Linked DNA regions of Mus musculus: region 1 is linked to region 2. Evidence: chromatin contacts called from public HiChIP or PLAC-seq data. All regions are on one chromosome and are shown on one strand. Each heading gives the region's core, a stretch centred on a gene start, on an enhancer-like site or on the middle of the called end of the contact. The rest is flanking DNA. Distances are from core to core; before and after follow the strand shown. Region 1 overlaps Bicral (BRD4 interacting chromatin remodeling complex associated protein like). Region 2 overlaps Ptk7 (PTK7 protein tyrosine kinase 7).

Region 1 (3,183 bases), core at 521-3,020, 190 kb before region 2:
GGGAAACATTTCTAAAAAGTCAGAAGGCCACAGTAGAACACTGAAATTTGACAGAGGGGTCTTAGGCCAATACCGGGGTCCGCCTGAGGACAAGGGCGGCCGGAGGGACCCTGCCAAGGTCAGCAGGTGCTCTCCGGGCCCCGAGGGCCACCGCAAAAGCTTGCCCAGGCCAGATCACGGCTCTGAGAGCAAGCTCCCCGGCGTCCTGGCCAGCTCGCACATGGAGATGCCCTGTCTCGACTCCTTCCAGGACAAAGCGCTGAGGAATTCCCCAAAGAATGAGGTTTTACACACAGACATCATGAAAGGGTCGGGTGAGCCCCAGCCAGATCTCCAGCTCACCAAGAGCCTAGAGAAAACCTTTAAGAACATCCTGGAACTCAAGAACTCGGGGCGGCCGCCAAGCGACCCTACGGCCAGCGGTGCGGCGGACCTGGACTTCCCCAGCTTTTCTCCAATGGCTTCGCAGGAAAACTGCCTAGAAAAATTCATCCCGGACCACAGTGAAGGCGTTGTAGAAACGGACTCCATTTTAGAAGCAGCTGTAAATAGTATTCTAGAGTGTTAATAGCAGCCGTCCTCCTCCAGACCCTGCCCCGGACCAGTTACACTCTCTCCCAGCAAAGCAAATGGAAACGGCTCCCGTCTGTCTCCAGCCTGCTTGGTCCTCCATCACAGGTTATCCTTTCTAATCTCACCCTGTTCTTTTGAAGAGCAATACATGTCGTCATGGCTGCGGGGAGACCCCTCAGTACACCCACCTCTCTCTAGAAAGCAGTCCGATAGGCCCTCCACATTTCAAGTGTTACGAAAGTGCTTACGGCCATTGTTGTTCGTTAATTTGTTTTGTGGTTTGTTTCTTAGCACTGTCGCTCAAGACCACAGTACACTTGGCCCTGGGTAAAATTTTGACAATCATAAGTCATTTCAAAAGAACAGACTTATTAAAGAAAAATCAAACAGGACTGATTTAAAGACTTTCTCACTGCAGCTCCAAAGTAGTGGTTTGGTTTTGTTCTGTTCCAGGGGGAGAGGGTATCTGCGTAGGGAAGACTCTCCCTGACCAGCCCGCTGAGTGGTGGGTAGCCGGTGCTCTGCCTGGAAGCCCACCGCCCTGGCTAAGACGCCAGGAGCACAGCCACAGAGCATCCTCCTGACATCCAGTGCTGTGCGATGCTGCAAAAGCAAAGCCTTGTGTTTGTCTTCAACACATTCGTGCTGAATTCTGTCTGAGAATGGTCTGTTCTTAGCCCCAGGTGTACGCCCTGAAATTCTCACAGGCTCACTAGGGAACAGTGGAAGTCAGTTGTAAGGCAGCGAGTTGGGGAGGCACCGGGGTCTCCGTGTATTCCATCAACTTAAAAGAGGTTTGCATTTTATAATTGGGTGAAGTCAACATAACCTATGTTCTTTATTATCGCTGAATTCTGTTCCATTCAACCTCGTTGTCCCCTTTCCCTCAGCCCTTAGCCAAGCATCAAAAGGCTTTCACTTAAAAACTGTGTTGTACTCTTTCAGTTGAGGCTTTTGAACGGGACTCTGGCCTTGTTCGTGAGAATAGTAGTCAACAGTATCAGTCATTCATTCCCAAACACAGTAAACCAAAGGTCACAACCAGCAGGCCACTGAAGGAAGGAACCGAGGCAGGAGACAGGGGGCCATGTCCTGGCCCCGCCCCCGCTGTGTGTGGTCCAGTTCACCATAGCGATCGAGCCTTCCTCTTTATTATTTTTGTTCCTTTCCGGGAGTGGCCCTCATCCTTCCCTCTGTGCGGGCCTGCACCAGGGCGTGTTCTGTTGCTACTTGCTTCTTCCTGTGTGGTAATGGCCCACAGTGCTGTGTCTGCAACCCTCCTCCCACGTCTCCATCAACCTCTGGGATCCAGAGGTAGCTTTGATGCCTGTGAGGGCTTCCTCCCTCTGTTCATCCCCAGGCTGTGTAAATGCATCCGTTGATCTCCTCTGCTTCGTTATACCCCCAAAATGGAGTTGTCCCTATGGTCATCATGTAGAGTGTTTCTTTTCCAGATTGGCCTGCAATGGAAAGGAAGGCTTTTGATTTTGATTTTTATCTTTTTTTCACATAACACAGCAACAATCTAGGCATGGTGGCATACACCTGTAATCCCAACAGTCAGGTGACTAAAGCAGGAGAGTCACTGGTTCAAGGCCAGCTTGGGCTATATAACACACCCCTGCCTCAAACACAGAAGGAGAGAAATTTGAGCAATAGCAGACTGTGTGGGCCTTTTTTACCCCTCTGTCCACTACACAAAAAAACTCTGTGAGACAGCCAGTCTTTGAGAGCGATGGACCTTCTCCCGCCCACAGCCCAGCCAACCAAACTAGAAGAGTCTGGGCTGTCTTCGAGTTGTCCTTTTCTTCCTTCTCTGTGCCAATGTCCAAGTTGCTGACTTCCTTCCTGTATTATAACACATTAGAAAGATGAGTTGTTTACCAGTTAGACCTCTGTCTGGGCTGCCCTGATCTCTCTGTCACAGGCTCTTCTCATAGCCACATGGTTACCATTCAAGATGGCCCCTGGATGCCTGCAGCACATGGCTACTAATGAATTACTTTAATTATTGCAAATCAGTGGAATTCTCAAGAGACAAGAAAGTCTCGTGTATATTTGTTATCTCTTCCCTCCCTCCCCAGCCCCGGCCCTGGCCCTAGTTTTCTCTCCTGTGTGTCAGGTTACAGGGCTTCTCACCATGACATTAGTCCCACACAAGGAGAGCCTACTGTACCAAAATGAAACTTGTAAATTTTTGTGTCCTTGTATGTAAGTTTACTTTTTATGGAGGAAAGACTCTAGATAATGACAAATGAAGATTACAAAGTGTATTTTACTCCTGTGATTAGGTTACACCACATGGGTCATAACTCACTCCCGAGCCCCCACTGCTGAAGGGAAGCGCTCTGCCTCAGTGGCCAACGTTGGTGGTTCAGGGTCATTAGTCAGTTGAGTTCTAGAACGCGTGCTCAGTAACAAAAAAAAAAAATCACCTTTTCTTCCCTTTGTTTTTAATCCGTTTGTTGTTGTGGAAAAGTATGAATTTGTTATTACGCATTGATTTTCTGTGTCCTTAAGTACTGCCTAAAGATGAAGCAAATTTTGAACTGGCAATTACGATAAGGAAACCCTTTAGTTCTGGAGACTTTAGTAGACTCTGTTAGATTA
Region 2 (3,389 bases), core at 397-2,896:
TGTTGGAGGAAGTGTGTCACTGTGCAGGTGGGCTTTGTGGGCTCCTAGTGCTCAAGCTCAATGCAGTGCAGGAGAGAGCCTCCTCCTGGCTGCCTTCGGATCCGTATGTAGAATTCTTGTGTCCTCCAGCACCATGTCTGCGTGCATGCCGCCATGTTTTCTGCCATAATGACTAAACCTCTGAAACTGTAAGCCAGCCTCTGTTAAATGGTTTCATTTATGAGAGTTACCTTGATCATGGTGTCTCTTCACAGCAATGAAACCCTAACTAAGACAGCTCTCGTCACTGCTTCTTTGGAATTCTGCTGGAGAAAGGAAGTAAGCTATTTAAAAAGCTGGGCCGATGAGATGGCTCAGTGGACAAAGAGGCTTGCTGCCAAAGCTGATGACCTGGGTTTGATCCCCAGGACCTCTATGGTGGAAGGCAAGAACTAACTCGTGCAAGTTGTCTCCTGGCCTCCACACACTATTTAACAATCAGAACAGAGAGCTGACAAGATGGCTCAGCAGAGCACATGCTGCCCTTCCAGGGGGCCCAAGTTCAGTTCCAAGCATCAAAACACCCAGGCCTCACTCTCCCCATCTAGCGCGCGCGCGCACGCACACACACACACACACACACACACACACACACACCCCAACTCCTTAACCAGCCATCACAGGATAATAAATAGGATAGGGCTAGGAAATGCAGCAGAGGCCAGCAGAAGCTCAGTGGGGTATGCACCCTCAGCCCAGCACACTGAAAACAACTATTCATGATTCCCTGTGGATCCATCATGGCTGTGCTAAGAGATGGGAGCACGTGATGGAAGTCTGTGGAAATCAGTCTCACCCTCTTCTTTCCAGGTTTGAAACCATCTAAGAGGGTGGGAGGTGGGACTCGGGGCGGACGTGGGACTAGACAGATGGAGATCTGAGAACGTGATTCAGTAATGATCAAAGCAAGGCTGAGTAGTGAAGGTTGAACCTGAAGAGGACCTGGATCCAGTTCCCAGCTCACGATACTCATCCAGGGGATCCAACGTATGCTTCTGACCTTTAAGGGCACTGTGCACACTGGTGCACAGGTAGACACTAATCTACATAAAATAGAATAAATAAATCTAAAAATAAAACTTATTAAATATGCACTGACTACAGCCAGGCAGGACCTGGCCACTCCCCACATTGGGGGAGGAAAGTCAAATCTGTTCCTGCTTGCCCCAGGGACTTGTGGAGGAGGTGGCGTGGTTCTTTGGTAATTCTTCCTTCCTGGAGCCAAGTAGGAGCTGTGAGGGTGTTGACCTTTGTTGGTCCTAGACACCTTGGGTGAAATGGGCGGGGCGGGGGGGGTAAGGGGGGAATGGGGAACAGCTCATCCTGCTGGCATCTGTCCTGCCTTCCCTGGTCGCTCTCTTCCTTCCGTAGAAGAGCCTTCCAGATTTCCACAGCAGCCTCTTGAAGGGATCGAAATGGGACCCTGTTTGAGTACAGCCAAGGGACTAAGCAGACCCCCTGTTTTCCAGGCCAGACCCTGCTGCTTTTATTCCATCTTCAGAGGCTGTGTAAAGCCGGAGGGCAGAAAGCTTCCTGTCCACTTCACCATTGTGTGTCCCGGCATGAGAACAGTGCCCTGCTCCTGGCGGGGCTGAGTACCCATCAGAGTGGGGCGTGTTCATACACGCCTGTAGCCCAGCGGACAGGAAGCTGAGGCGGGGCGTCCACAGCTGAGCCCAGCCCATTTTCCTTTGCTTTATTTCTGAGCTACTTTTCCAGCCCCCAACACAATATGTTGTCCTAACCCTGGTACCGGTGAATGTGATTTGGTTTAGAGTTAATTTGGCTTTTGCTGAGGTGGGCAGCTAACCCTCAGTAGTGGTTTCCAGACAGCCTTGGGGATTGTAGAAGAGGTACGGTATTAGACAACACTCAGCACTTCCATGGGAGAGCCTGCCGCTCTCCTCAATGTCGGAGAGTTTAGCTTTTTTTGTCCGGCTGGGAAAGGCAGACTTCTGTGGTGGCGGTTTGTTTTTTAACCGGGGACACCCAGAGCAAGGTAACTGTACATCTGCTGCCTTACCACCACCACCACCACCACCACCACCCCCAGCCCCACAGCAATATGGCTAACAGCCTCTCAGAGCTTTCTGCTCTCATCTCATTTACTCACTCATTCACTTCTGGCTTTCCTTCCTTTGTTTTTTGTTTTGTTTTGTTTTTTGTTTTTGAGACAGGGTTTCTCTTTATAGCCCTGGCTGTCCTGGAACTCACTTTGTAGACCAGGCTGGCCTCGAACTCAGAAATCCACCTGCCTCTGCCTCCCGAGTGCTGGGATTAAAGGCGTGTGCCATCACGCTTCCTTCCTTTTCTTTCCTTCCTTTCCTTCCTTTCTTTTCTTCCCTTTTCTTTTCTTTTCTTTTCTTTTCTTTTTTTTTTGGTTTTGTTTTTTTGTTTGTTTGTTTTGTTTTGTTTTGTTTTTGTTTTTTTGAGACAGGGTTTCTCTGTAACCCTGGCTATCCTGGAACTCACTCTGTAGACCAGGCTGGCCTCAAACTCAGAAAGGCATGCACCACCACTACCTGGCTTCTTTATTTTATTTTATTTTTTTTAAGATTTATTATTATATGTAAGTACACTGAAGCTGTCTTCAGACACTCCAGAAGAGGGAGTCAGATCTCATTACAGATGGTTGTGAGCCACCATGTGGTTGCTGGGATTTGAACTTGGTACCTTCAGAAGGGTTTCAAAACAGGGTTTCTCTGTGTAGCCCTGGCTGTCCTGGAAATCATACTGTAGACCAAGCTGGCCTAGAACTCACAGAGATCCAAGGGCTGGGATTAAAGGCATGTGCCACCGTTGCCCAGTGTCCTCTGGCTTGTATTTTATGTTTGGTGTTCAGCAGGGCTTGGCTGTGGATTCTGTTTCTAGTCCTCTGGCTTCTGGCTTCCTACTTTCCATGCATCCTTCTTTCATAACTCCATAAAACCCTTCTAGTCTCCCCACCTCATCTCTATAACCCTTCCATCTGACTTAGAGGCTTCTCTGAAGAATTCTCTGTACTCTCCTGTCACAAGCGACAGAGTAGGCAAGGCTAGTAGTCACAGGAAGCCTTACCCTGCAGCCAGATGTGACCTGAAGTTTGACTTCGGCATTTTGTCTCTTACCAGCTTCCGTAAGTAGCCTTGCTTCTGTGCCTCAGTTACCACATCTGCACGATGGGGATTGTGGCATGCCTTCCACTGGGCGGGCATGAGCCTTAACAAGACAGTATGGTTAACATGCTGGGAACGGCGCCTGGTTCGTAGCGCGGGTCAGTGAGTTAGCTATTACTGTAATTATATGTTTGCTTGTCTGACTCCCCCACTGAGCTGAGACACTTAAAGACAGTAATTGTGTGTTTTTCTCTT

The links. HiChIP or PLAC-seq counts read pairs in DNA pulled down with a chosen protein or histone mark.
Region 1: an H3K4me3 HiChIP or PLAC-seq map of bone marrow-derived macrophages shows a contact between it and region 2, with 4 times the contacts expected there. The contact joins two enhancer-like sites. A contact is called at or near these places in 1 of 484 Hi-C or Micro-C datasets (embryonic stem cells), 5 of 115 datasets of contacts at active chromatin or transcription factors (the SCID.adh cell line, bone marrow-derived macrophages and embryonic stem cells) and 1 of 9 other capture datasets (adipose tissue).

The regions. Positions count from the first base shown.
Region 1 is chr17:46,798,433-46,801,615 of GRCm38.p6, reverse strand. Bicral (BRD4 interacting chromatin remodeling complex associated protein like) reads left to right here. Exons shown (of 11, transcript NM_001100452.1): 11 at 1-3,183. The coding sequence ends at 568. Among named protein-coding and RNA genes, the nearest start is that of Rpl7l1, 17 kb to the right of the region's middle. Within about 2 kb of position 1,770, at least 21 of the 459 cell types and tissues checked have an H3K27ac peak or open chromatin away from gene starts, as enhancers often do. A contact at or near this core is called in bone marrow-derived macrophages and embryonic stem cells, where this site is marked.
Region 2 is chr17:46,608,163-46,611,551 of GRCm38.p6, reverse strand. The region is part of intron 1 of Ptk7 (PTK7 protein tyrosine kinase 7); the gene reads left to right. Among named protein-coding and RNA genes, the nearest start is that of Ptk7, 20 kb to the left of the region's middle. Within about 2 kb of position 1,646, at least 95 of the 459 cell types and tissues checked have an H3K27ac peak or open chromatin away from gene starts, as enhancers often do. A contact at or near this core is called in bone marrow-derived macrophages and embryonic stem cells, where this site is marked.